4 separate regions of the Mus musculus genome follow, and regions 1, 2 and 4 are each linked to region 3. Evidence: chromatin contacts called from public Hi-C and HiChIP or PLAC-seq data. All regions are on one chromosome and are shown on one strand. Each heading gives the region's core, a stretch centred on a gene start, on an enhancer-like site or on the middle of the called end of the contact. The rest is flanking DNA. Distances are from core to core; before and after follow the strand shown. Region 1 has its middle 45 kb from the start of Gm32234. Region 2 overlaps Cdk19 (cyclin-dependent kinase 19). Region 3 has its middle 18 kb from the start of Rnu3a. Region 4 has its middle 49 kb from the start of Slc22a16.

Evidence for each region. A called contact is a pair of places that touch in the nucleus more often than the background predicts. HiChIP or PLAC-seq counts read pairs in DNA pulled down with a chosen protein or histone mark.
Region 1: an H3K4me3 HiChIP or PLAC-seq map of bone marrow-derived macrophages shows a contact between it and region 3, with 4 times the contacts expected there. The contact joins two enhancer-like sites. A contact is called at or near these places in 8 of 484 Hi-C or Micro-C datasets (the AML12 cell line, CD4 T cells, bone marrow-derived macrophages and 4 more), 9 of 115 datasets of contacts at active chromatin or transcription factors (the HPC-7 cell line, bone marrow-derived macrophages, double positive thymocytes and 5 more) and 3 of 9 other capture datasets (adipose tissue, liver and pancreatic islet).
Region 2: a contact with region 3 is called in an H3K4me3 HiChIP or PLAC-seq map of bone marrow-derived macrophages, with 4 times the contacts expected there. The contact joins two enhancer-like sites. A contact is called at or near these places in 4 of 484 Hi-C or Micro-C datasets (the G1E-ER4 cell line, bone marrow-derived macrophages, cumulus cells and 1 more), 2 of 115 datasets of contacts at active chromatin or transcription factors (the HPC-7 cell line and bone marrow-derived macrophages) and 3 of 9 other capture datasets (adipose tissue, embryonic stem cells and liver).
Region 4: a contact with region 3 is called in a Hi-C map of bone marrow-derived macrophages, with 47 read pairs. The contact joins two enhancer-like sites. A contact is called at or near these places in 7 of 15 datasets of contacts at CTCF or cohesin (CD8 T cells, the G1E-ER4 cell line, the NIH/3T3 cell line and 3 more), 229 of 484 Hi-C or Micro-C datasets (the 4T1 cell line, the AML12 cell line, the AtT-20 cell line and 118 more), 33 of 115 datasets of contacts at active chromatin or transcription factors (the 230-238 cell line, CD4 single positive thymocytes, CD8 T cells and 22 more) and 5 of 9 other capture datasets (adipose tissue, bone marrow-derived macrophages, embryonic stem cells and 2 more).

What each region holds. Positions count from the first base shown.
Region 1 is chr10:40,497,808-40,500,826 of GRCm38.p6, reverse strand. No RefSeq gene overlaps it. Among named protein-coding and RNA genes, the nearest start is that of Gm32234, 45 kb to the right of the region's middle. Within about 2 kb of position 1,341, at least 162 of the 459 cell types and tissues checked have an H3K27ac peak or open chromatin away from gene starts, as enhancers often do. A contact at or near this core is called in the HPC-7 cell line, bone marrow-derived macrophages and microglia, where this site is marked.
Region 2 is chr10:40,460,723-40,463,634 of GRCm38.p6, reverse strand. All of the region lies in intron 5 of Cdk19 (cyclin-dependent kinase 19), which reads right to left. It overlaps Gm32234, which reads right to left. Exons shown (of 2, transcript XM_011243251.2): 1 at 1-2,912. Among named protein-coding and RNA genes, the nearest start is that of Gm32234, 8.1 kb to the right of the region's middle. Within about 2 kb of position 1,299, at least 85 of the 459 cell types and tissues checked have an H3K27ac peak or open chromatin away from gene starts, as enhancers often do. A contact at or near this core is called in bone marrow-derived macrophages, where this site is marked.
Region 3 is chr10:40,274,883-40,278,059 of GRCm38.p6, reverse strand. No RefSeq gene overlaps it. Among named protein-coding and RNA genes, the nearest start is that of Rnu3a, 18 kb to the right of the region's middle. Within about 2 kb of position 1,844, at least 93 of the 459 cell types and tissues checked have an H3K27ac peak or open chromatin away from gene starts, as enhancers often do. A contact at or near this core is called in the BV-2 cell line, the C2C12 cell line, the HPC-7 cell line and 3 more, where this site is marked.
Region 4 is chr10:40,520,202-40,523,210 of GRCm38.p6, reverse strand. No RefSeq gene overlaps it. Among named protein-coding and RNA genes, the nearest start is that of Slc22a16, 49 kb to the left of the region's middle. Within about 2 kb of position 1,495, at least 106 of the 459 cell types and tissues checked have an H3K27ac peak or open chromatin away from gene starts, as enhancers often do. A contact at or near this core is called in the BV-2 cell line, the C2C12 cell line, bone marrow-derived macrophages and 2 more, where this site is marked.

The DNA of each region.
Region 1 (3,019 bases), core at 92-2,591, 220 kb before region 3:
GGGGTTTTGTTCTTTTTTTTTTTTTTTTGAGACAGTGTTTCTCTGTATCGCCTGGCTGTCCTGGAACTCACTTTGTAGACCAGGCTGGCCTCGAACTCAGAAATCCGCCTGCCTCTGCCTCCCCAGTGCTGGGATTAAAGGCGTGCGCCACCACGCCCAGCTTCTTTTTTATTTTTTGAGACAGGATCTCACCCTGCATTCCCCGATGCTCCTGCCTCAGTTTCCCTCCCGAGATTTCACATTATAAGCATACACCACCACACTCAACAATAACTCATATTTTCGATGAACACTCTGCCTACTACACAGCATTTGTCTATAACAACTGTTCCAAACCAGTTGAAGCTCTGTATTAAAAGCTCTTCCATGTCTCTGTGCATGTGAACAGAATATTTATTGAATATATCTACATATTTTTTAACAGTCTGCCATCTCTTGATGAGTGAGAATTCCCGACAGGAGCTCAGGGCTAGCGTGAGAGGAAGTTCGTGAAAAGGACAATGTCAGCAGTAACAGAAAGATGCGGGATACGAGGAATAGGCAATGGGAACAGTAAGCCCACTGCTTGAGTTATTTAAAACCACTGGGGCAGGAGCCGATGACCAGATAAGTATCTCTCTCCTCGGTCTGGCTTTTGTTCTGTTTTTTTGTTTTTCTAAAGGAACTGCCCCCACCCCCATCTACACAATACGAAACACACTCTTCTCAGCACGTAAAAGTGGGGAGGTTCCTGGTTTTGCTGCAAGGGCAGACTTTGCCCTGCCTTGTTGACCAGTGGTCACAATAGGGCCTTTCATTGCAAGACCACATGGTCCCCTGCAACGTGACCTGGGAGCTGGCAAACACTCCAGGGCAGCACAAAGGAGCGGAACTTGTGTTTGTGCAGAGTGTTCAGGCAGTCGGCAGGGTCTGGGGTTCCTTCTCCCTCCCGTGTGCTCAGCAGCTCAGTGCCTCTCTTACCCTGCCCTGCCCTGCCCTGTCCCTCTGCAGCTGACAGTGGCTGGCCAGTGCTAGGCCCACTCCTTGGGCAGAAGGAGCCCCTGTAAGGTCCACCTGGGGTAACCTGCACCATGTATATGTAAAATAGAGCTGACCCCACCATGCACACGGTGGTTTTTTAACTTCTTTTTTAACTTGTATATTTGTTGAAAGAATTCACTTAGGCAAAGTCTGAAAGAGGAAGGTTGTGAAACTGGGTCAGGAGGAGGCGTCTGATGATAAAACACACTTTCTGTTCAGCGATGAGGGACGGATTCCAAACATATATAGCAGACCGTACACTGACCCTGTGGCAGGTGAAGGAGCCTTCAGACTCTGTGAGCTTTTTGACCCTGGGAAAAAAGCTTCACTGGGGTGAGACATGCGGGAGCAGGCACAGCTGGCTGACAGGTCTTCTGCCCGTTGATAGGTCCCTGCCTCGTCACGTGGACAGGAAAATGATAGCGACTTCTTTAGGCTGGAGAGATGGCTTGAAAGGGTGGAGCATATTCCATTCTAGCAGAAGACTTAAGTTCAGTTCCCAGGGCCCACTTCAGGCTGCTCACGCCCCTGTTAACCCAGCCCCAGGAGGCCTGATGCCCTCTTCTGGTCCTTGCAGGCACTTGTGCCTGCATACACACACACACACACACACACACACACACAACTTAATTTATTTATTTATTTATTTATTTATTTATTTATTTATTTATTTTAGTACATATAAAAGAAAGAGCCCACCGGTGGCTATGGAGATGCTCAGCAGTGAAGTCCACTGACTGCTCTTTCAGACAGCCTAGGTTCAGTTCCCAGCGCCCACATGGTACCCCACAACCATCTGTAATTCCAGTTCCATGGAATCTGATAGCCTCTTCTGACCTCTGCAGGTACCAAGCACACACATGGTGCACACACATACATGGGGCAAAACATCCGTATGCAACAATTTTTTAGAAAGAAAGCTCAAAACTAATGTTCTTCGAAGCCATGACTAATTCCTGTGTTCAAATGAGTTGGGGGAGGGGGCAACTGAAATGGTGTCTTTGTTTAAAAAGGGGTTCTACTGTATAGCTCAGGCTAGCCTCAGACTAATAGTGTTTCTCACTCAACAGCTTCCTGTGTGCCACCACAACGAGAGGAAAATTAAAATTTCAGGAGTTTATTGAGCATCTAATTGTGGAGACTGGTATGCTCTGTTATCATGTTATTACAGACTAGTCACCAAGGAGATATAAAAAACTATAACAAATTTTGATAACAGAAAGAAGTTGACATTGTTTTTTAACTCATGAGTGTCTACCAGACCTTCTGCACACAGTAATGTTCAGTGTTGGTAACAGTGAAGGGGGGACACATGCATCCATCTCCCAGAACACGGGATAAGGACCCATGACAACGAGAGCCAGCGTTCAAACCTGAGATATGCATAGCACATCATCTGCAGCACAGAGGGCAGCAAGGAGCGATGATGTATGTGGGCGGTGGGGTGTAACTAAGGGTAGGTAGGACTGCATGGACATTCTGTCTCCAGGATGAAGATAGATGGGGGGGGGGAGGAGAGAGAGAGGGGGAGAAGGGAAGAAGAGGGGAGAGAGAGGAGAGAAGGAGAGAAGGAGAGAGGAGGGAGAGGAGGGAGAGGAGAGAGAGAGAGAGAGAGAGAGAGAGAGAGAGAGAGAGAGAGAGAGAGAGGGAGAGGGAGAGGGAGAGGGAGAGGGAGAAGGAGAGAGAGAGAGAATAATTCCTGTTCCAGGTGAACAGAGTAAAGAGATGGGGTTGATACCAAGCATCCGTGTGGCACCGTGGTGTGTGTGCCGCGAGGGATGCCTTCCTTTCTCTCTGACTCTCCTGGCAACAGTTAAATAATATTAATGATAATATGCAGTACTGCACAGACCCGCCTGTTGGCCAGGTGCACCCTGGCTGGCAAACGGAAGTGCATGCCAATCTCTGTTTCCTGTTAGGCAAAGGGAAACAGCATTAGGGTCTGCAACTGGAGAGGAACACAAGGCAAATAGGAAGACATTTACAAGTCAGGGTTCTG
Region 2 (2,912 bases), core at 50-2,549, 190 kb before region 3:
AAGACTAACTTTCAATGTGGGTGCTGGGGGTCTGAACTCAGGTCTTTCATGCTTGTGTGTTAGGCGCTTCAACTAAGACATCAGCCAGCCTTCTAGTAGCTAGATTCTTAACATTGATTGACATCCAGTAAGTTATATACATGGTAATCACAAACCACAAAGGCAGAGTCACAAGAATGACAAATCTCTATAATTTAAAATACACAATATACACAGTACATTTTGAATGTGTAATGGACCCAAATGCACTATAAAAAGTACAAATGCAGGTAACTATAATGGATCATTTAATCTAAGTATGCTGTAATATGCATTAAATTATAATTGACTATATTGTTTCTTTAGAGTTTGAATAATTTATAATGCTTCATGAAGCTGCTTTGGAGTATTGAGCTCTTAAAAAGAGAAAAGCTAACCAAGGAAATCTGTGCTAATGTTTACCCCTTAAAAACTAAATTTCTCTAGTGATAACAAAAAGTCAATATTTTCACCAATATTACATCTATTTTTATTATTATACAATGTTGACAGCACTATTTTATATAAGGTAGAAGCTAACTGTGGCTGTTGGTAAAGTATGACGATGGAAATGTACAGTAGGATGCTGTTCTGCCCACTGAAAAGCGTGTTATAGTAAAGGCAAAAGCTAATGTTTCTCTTCTTTTTCTTTGCCTCCTAACTAAATTTTTAAATTTTAATTAATTAATTAGTTAGTTAGTTAGCTTTGGAGACAGGGCCTCTCCATGTTAACTCTGGCTGGCCTTTGCCTCCCAAGTGCTGGGACTAATGTGTGTGCTGCCATACCTGACACCATCTCTTAATTTTGTTTAATTCACTGTCAAATGGAGCTAAGGCGAGAAGAAAATAAGCACAGTTCCATTCTACTGAACGAACTTTACAGGTGCCTTTCCAAATAATTACTGACCTAACCATAGTTTTGGCTGTTTTCTAAAACACAATGCATGTGAAAGTGTCTAATGAAATGGATGTTTGTGGTGCTAACTAGGCAACATCAGACATCAGATGAGGGGCAGCACCAAAGCCTAGCACCCAGCAGTCTGCATTTCACAGGAGCCAGTTCTGCTGGTTCCCCCTAAGGAGCACTAAGAGCCAGGGCAGGGGGTCCACATCTCCTTTAAAGTCCCTGGTAGAAGGATGCTTTAACCACAGCGGAAGCAGACAAAGGAAAGTGAAAGTGGAGCTGGACTTTGAAGTTGAAATCTTTTGAGTTAGGGAGGGAGCAGGGATGTTAGGTAAGAACAGCTAAACAGTATCGCCCCAGACAATCCTCTCTTCTCCACCTCTGAGTACTAGGACTGTGGGCATAAGCCAGACTGCAGGGTGCTTGAGGATGCTGGGCAGGAGCGGATACAATGCACCTCCTCTTCCACTCAACTGTAGTGTTCTGAGCCCAATGAGAACTACACTAAAACCTTCAACAAGTATCTGCTCTTTTTTTTTAAACCCTGGAAATTGAGCCCAGGGTCTCATGCATGCTATGCAAGCACCCTGCCACAAACTGTGCCTTTAGTCCCCACTTTCCTGTCTTTAAAGGGTAATTCTGGGGCTGGGGAAATAGCATGGTGGGGGAAGTACACATCTGGTGTGCACGAGGCTCCAGTACCATAGACACAGGAACGTGGCATTAAGACAAAGTTTATAAGCCACTGAACCAATTATAGTTACTCTTACTGTTATTGCTCCATTTTATTGTTTATATCAAAGCTATCATCTTAAAATTCTTTAAAATTCCCTGAGTAGAGAACTGAATTTTATGTTGGCCACACTTGGGTGATTAAGAGGAACATAGTGATTGACAAAAGTCAGAGTCTAAGATGAAGATGATGAGTCAGCTGGAGGACAATGGCGTTTGGGTTGCGAGGAAAAATAAAGAGAGAGAACAGACATCGAATTGTAGACTCACTTTTATTACAGCTAACATTTGAGGTCATACACTGTCACACCCTTGAAGAAACAATTATAGAGGGAAGCTGTGTCCCAAACAGGTGCTAAAGGTGTCCTCAAGCAGCACACCGAGGAGCGCAAGAACAGCAGCAGCCCAGGGCAGAGGAACACGCAGACCAAGACAGAGCAAGCCTCAGGGCCAGACCACGCAGGGATCAACAACAGTGACTGACACACAAGCCACTGGATCTGCCAGGGCAAAGGTCAGATTATAACAAGTTATGGTGAGTGAGACCAAAGGGTGAACAGTAAGGATATCCTAGAAGTAAAGAAGCAATGGGGGGTAGGGGCAGCAACATGAGGTACAAGGATACAAATGCTAAAGAAAACAAGATGAGGTATGAACTGAAGTGGTGCAGAAAAAGTCACAACAAGACTAACCCACCAATGTAAACCTTGTGATTGCAGAGTTGGAATGCTGCAGACCCAGAGCCAAACTATCTCAGCTCTCTAGTTCCCTGAACAGCCATCTGTTGTCTGCACCTCTGTCTGACTTACCATTCTTTCAAACATCAGGTAAAACCTTTGGAATCATGCACAGGCACAAGCTAGATCTGAAGAATGTTATTAAGTGACATCTGAAACCCATAGCACAATTTATCTATGTTGATATGACCCCGTCCACATATTTGGGAGATACCTTGATTTATGATTTGCTCTGGGAGAATAAAAGTCCATGCAACCACATCCACTTTGGAGTGGAGACTTGAATGTGTGTTTCTTGGTGATGTCTACTCATGTCTGCTCACAATAAGCTACTTTGCTCACTTTGAGATGAAAACTCTACTCTGCACCAACAGTTTTGGTTCCAAACCATGAGGCTCCATGGAAGATCTGCTTTCCTCAGAGGAACCACCTCAGGTATCAACAGGTCCCCTGTATGTCCAACCACCCACACTGGCCCCTTGGGTAATGTTGGTGAGTTCTTTCAGGGGCCTGAGCCTTTC
Region 3 (3,177 bases), core at 595-3,094:
GTGAGTCCTCAGAGAGTCTGCATACATACATGCGAAGGTGTGTGTGTGTCCTGTGTTTTATTACACAGCATGTAAAGTTATATCCAGTTTAAAAAGAAAACTGCAAAGATTAAGTAATTAACAGACTTGAAGGACTACACAGCGAAACCCTGTCTGGAAAAACCAAAAACCAAAAGCAAGCAAACAAACAAAACAATCAAACAAACAAACAAAACAGGCTGGAGTATTTATTTATTTATTTATTTATTTAGTTAGTTAGTTAGTTAGTTAGTTAGTTAGTTTTTCAAGACAGGGTTTCTCTGCGTAGCCCTGGCTGTCCTGGAACTCACTTTGTAGACCAGGCTGGCCTCCAACTCAGAAATCCGCCTGCCTCTGTCTCCTGAGTGCTGGGATTAAAGGCGTGCACAATCCACCAGCCACCTCACAACTCTCACTTCAAAGGAAATAGAGTTATCTTGTTTTGGAGCCAAATGTGAGTGGAACACAGGTTTGGGTTAACCCAAAACCAAACAAAACTGTTTCTAGCTGTGGCGTGGCTCATCCTTGAACACACAGCTTTAATCCTCTAGCTGGAATGCAGACATACCTTTAATCTCAAACAAAAAAAGGTAAAATGAGTTCATAGAAGCATCCATGTTTGAAAATGATGTCCAATTGAGTGACAAAGTGACGATGAATCAGAACTCTGTGAGTTCAAGACCAGTCTGGTCTACAGAGCAAGTTCCAGGACAGACAAACCTGTCTTTAAAAACAACAAAACCAAAAAAAAATATTTTTTTATAGCCGGGTGTGGTGGCACACACCTTTAATCCCAGCACTCGGGAGGCAGAGGCAGGTGGATGTCTGAGTTCAAGGCCAGCCTGGTCTACAAAGTGAGTTCCAGTATAGCCAGGGCTATACAGAGAAACCCTGTCTTGAAAAAAACAACAACAAAACAAAACAATAAACAAACAAATCCCCACAACCCCAAAACAAAATAAATAAAAAACTTGTTTCTCTCTTTTGCTTTCTTCCTTCCCTTCATTTTTCCCCCAACACCCTCCATCCCTTACATTTTATTCTCTTCCAAATTCACTAGTTTTCAAGAACGCTAAAAAGATAAAGTACTCTACCAGAAGGCTTTCCTTGGAATGAGCTCAGAGAGGCTGCAGGCTCTCCTACCAAGATCAGAACCTGTTACCCCAAAGCAGTGTCCTTCTGGAAACAAACATTTGAATGAATGTAGTAATCAATGATCCGGAATCCTTACAAGCTAGTCCCTTTCCTGTTGATCGTGACCATCATCGACTATTAACTTAGTATCTTTGTTGTGAAGTACCAGGCTTACAAGGTGCAAGACACAGCAAGTGCATCTTCGCTGAGCTGAACTCAAAGATTAACAGGCAATATAGACCATTCCTCACTGTGCTGAGCCACCAGGGTGCTGCAGTTTAATAAAAGTCTATAAACAGCCCGCTAGTACTTCCTAGAGGGGGATGAACCTGTTACGTGGGTCATCTATTTAATTAGCATAAAGGAAACATGAATATTTTGTGTGGAATGTACTTGCTCCATATGTGATCATCTGATGATACTTATTATCTAGCTGCAAGACATTTTGTATAGTAAGATGGGATAGAGATTTGAACAAGGCTATATCCCTCCAGTAGTTTACACTCTCCAGAGTGGAGACTGGTCCTATCAGGACAAGTGCCTGAGGAAGGAGGGATGCTCAGAAGACCGGAACCCTGATAGGAACCGGGACTTCTTGACATCTGTACTGGGCTATCTTGAGAGCACAGTGAGCTCTTTTTACAGCAAGTGCTGGCAGACTGCTGTAATTGTGGGTGTCGCGGTGATGATGGAGTGCCTCATATTTCATTACCGAGTGAATGACACTGCAGTTCGGTCTCTGTCCTCTGCTCACTGTTGTTAGTTCTGTCTCAACCACAAGATCCTTTTGTTCCTAAAAAGGAACAGGGCTGCTGGCAATATGGGGCCTTGGTGTTACGCAGCCCAGTTCCCCTATTTTTTGAAGCAGGCAGAAGCAGCTGAAGAGCTTGCTTATAGTGTCAGGGTACAGCTCAGAGGTGGAGCTCTGGCCTAGCGCATATGGGGTGGGAAAAAGGTCCCAAGTATTTTTCTTTTTGCTTCTTTATTGAGAGCGATCCTTGTAGTCGTGCTTTATGCTCTGCTATATGTGTATAGACACATCTCTCACATCTCTAGTATTCTTCACAACCAATCCAGAATGTGACCTTGGGAGCAGAAAGTCAGCCCTGTTCTGTGGACTCTGCTGCCAATTCCAGCACTTCAAGGTTATGCTTACAGTGAACCTTTGTCATTTCTCAGGAGACTGTCAACCCTGTTAAATACAACAATCACAAGAACATTTAAATTACCTTTTCTTTTTCTTTTCTTTTCTCTCTCTTTCTTTCTTCTTTCTTTCTTCTTTCTTTCTTTCTTTCTTTCTTTCTTTCTTTCTTTCTTTCTTTCTTTCTTTCTCTCTTTCTTTCTTTTTTTTTTTTTTTGATTTTCATAACAGGCTTTCTCTGTATAGCCCTGGCTGTCCTGGAACTCACTCTGTAGTAAATTACTTTTTCTTAGTGTTTTACAGATGGATGGACACACACACACACACACACACACACACACACACACACACACACACACACTGACATAGGGTCTCACTTTTACTCAGAATAGCCTGAGACTCACTGTGTAGCCCAAATTGGTTTGTGATCTTCCTGCTTCAGCCTTACAGGGGCTACAGATAGATAAAGGATCTGTTAAAAGTTGTGTGTGTGTGTGTGTGTATGGTATATGTGCTGTGTGTGTTGTGTGTTTCTGTGTGTGTATGTGTTGTGTGTTTCTGTGTGTGTGTGGTATGTGTGCTTCTGTGTGTGTATGTGTTGTGTGTTTCTGTGTGTGTGTGGTATGTGTGCTGTGTGTGTGTTGTGTGTTTCTGTGTGTGTGTGGTATGTGTGCTGTGTGTGTGTTGTGTGTTTCTGTGTGTGTATGGTATATGTGCTGTGTGTGTGTTGGTGCTCATGCACCATAGAGTTCATGTGGTGGTCAGAAGTCAGCTGTCAGAAGTCATTTCTCTTCTACCTTGAAGGATTTGGGGATTGAACTTAGGCAGTTCTACTTACTGAGACAGCTTGCTGACCTTAAAATAACTCGTCTTTCTTCTCCTCT
Region 4 (3,009 bases), core at 246-2,745, 250 kb before region 3:
TGTCCTTTGTAGAGGTCTTACACTGTAAGAAATCTCTCTTTCCTGGAATCTTTTTGAGTTACATACATAAACGTTGTTAACAAGAGAGAGAGCAAGATCTGAATGGTTCTCTATTTCCCGTATAATTGTTTTCTTCTCAAATATTTGATGAGAGGAGCATGACACTGGCTGATGTGTATCTTGCCACTGTGTCTATATGTCCCCGACATTCTGTGTACACAGCCTTCCCTCCCACTGTTATGCCAGAGTCAAGTCCCTGAAGGCTGTCCTGCCACCATGCAAGATGCCCTGACACACAAGGTAGTTTTAGTGCACAGCTGGGCTCCCAGAGAGCAGAAAAACTTTCTGAAGTCCAAGAAACGTACAGTGAGAAGAAATCTGGGAGGGAGTCAGTGAGGTGGAAGGCGGTCTGCACAGAGACCTGGGCCTCCGGAAAGGCGGGAGAGCTTGCATTTCCCCCTTAAACCTTTAAGGAGGAACAAACTAGCCTTCTGCATTCTGAAGAAATATAGAAAGTAGAAGAAACTTGTAGAATTTTCTGGATTCTCAGCCTCCAGTCTTCCATGGACCATGCAAAATCTTTTGAATCAAAGAACACTAAATAGCAGAGAGAGAAAAAGAGAGTTGAAAAATAATTAGCTGTATCTGAAAATTACCCACGATATGACATAAAGAGATGAAAAGATAGAAAATATGAAAAAAGGGTTAAGACCTGGACCATGATGGGAAGCGAGGCTCCTGGAGCATGATGGGAGGCTCGGACCCAGGAGCGTGATGGGAGGCTCTTCTTAATACCAACCTAGTCTCCAGGGAAGGGGAGTGATATCAGAGAAAAGGAGAGATTTGGACGAATAAAACATTAAATGAGTTTCCAGAGCTGATGTAGGCCGCAGCTCCACGCACACCAGAAACTCGGCCGACCGACATTGCACCATGAACCTGTACAACAGCCAGACTCATCATTTAAAATGCAAAGTTGCCAAACTCAAAGGGAAGATTTTAAAGGAGATAAGAAAAACAAGATAGATCTCCTACAAAGAAAACAATTGGACTGCCACCAGGCACTGCTTCAGAGCCCAGCATCCTGTGTAAGGAGAGCGACAGCGTGAGAAGAGAGAAACGGGCCTTGCACCGCTTCCAACCCCTTTTAAGAAAGAGTGGGAGACAATGAAAATTTTGAAATAAACATTATGTATGGACAAGAAAATGAGCGCTCTAAGGTAGTGCGAAGCTTAAGCTTCCTTTGGCGTTTACTCCAGGGATCCTTCTCTGTGAAAAACAGATTTAATAGGAGGTTAGCATTTCCCGAGTTGACTGACAAAGACGGGCTTCCGTGCTCCCGACGCTGGGAATTCAGGAAGCAGCTGAGTGATTGGTGGTTTACAATGTCAGAGAGCAGTAATCACAATGCGCGCCTCACTCTCAATTACTTCCAGCATTGTCTGGCTCGGAGGCTATTCTTGAGAACTGAGATGTTTTTCTAAGCCATATTGTGTAGTTTCCACGTGCTCGGCCTGACTAATGCATTAGTCACAGGTTACAACATGAGAGACTCAAGCAAATAGTCTCCATCTTTAACAACCTTGCTTCCCCAGTCCCACGGTCTCCATTCAATGTTCCCCCTGCCTATGTCTCCCAGACTCCCCTTGGCAGGAGCTATTTATTAAGCTGAACTGCCTGCCTCTGGAAACCTTTAGCTCCATGTTGTTGTTGTTTGTTGTTGTTGTTGTTTTCTTTTTAATCTCCACATTCTATCATATGTAAACCTTCACTGAACATCACTCATTCTTTGCTGGACTCTGTTGTCTCCGGTCGGATAGTGCGTGCCCCCAGCTGCCAAGAGAGCTAAGAGCAGGAGACCCAGAGCAAGCATGGCATGGAGCTGAGGCCACAGGAGAAAAGAGATCTTAAGCTATGCTTTCCGTAAGGTGGGAGAGTGTGGGATAACCCAAGAATCCGGCAAACAAATGGAGCCGTGTGTGGCTATGACTGAGATAAACGCAAAGGCTGAGGGATCGTAGCTGCCTGTGGCTTCAGGAGCCAGAGAACTGTTCTCATAAAGTAGTGACAGGACATAAGCACAAGGGACAGACTACCCACAGAACCCGACTGTACTCAGGGCCCCCAAGCGGCAATCATCAAGCCAATAAGAGAGCTAAAGGCTGGAAGAGAAGGTGGACTCTTCTAGCTCTCTGTATACTTGTATCGTCTGTCCCTTCTGTTGCGTCTGGTTCTTGTGTGTTTATCCACACAAAGGGGCCTGTACTTCTTTTAATTGGTGGCCTGAAAACACGATGACTGGAATCAGGAGAACCATGTACAATACTAACTTAGCTGTCATAGACGACCGAACTTTGAAAACTTCCCTTTTGGATTCCTGACTATTTTACGGATATAGAGGATTGGGAAAGGTCTTGAAAAGGAGTTTCAAGATCAGACTCAACCACTGGAGTCACAATTCTGTAGACTGATCACTGAGACAGGAACCACATTGACAGGGTGTGCTATGCACAGTGCCCAAGTCCTGAGGCTTTGAGGACCCCAGCCATGTTAAGTTTGATGTGGGAAAGGCACATGATCCATTTATTTATTTATTTATTTATTTATTTATTTATTTATTTATTTATATTGGAGACAGAGTTTTACTGCGTCTCTCTATATGGCTTGGAGCTCACTATGTAGACTAGGCTGGCCTTGAACTCACAGAGATCTGCCTGTTTCTGCCTTCTGACTGCTGGGTTTAAAGGTGTGCACCACCACACCTGGCTTATCTTGTTTTAGTTTGTCTCAAGTCAGGGTCTTCCTACATTGTTGAGGCTCAAATGTCTGGTCTTCTGTCTCAGTCACCCAAGTAGCTGGGACAGCAGGCATTCATCATGGTTGCCAGCTCATGTTTAAGTATGTTTTAGATATTTTTTTTTGCAACCATGTTCTATGTTGGACTTCCTGCTATAAACAAAGACATGGTGAAATTATATGTAATTATTGTATCCAAGTTATGATGGATAG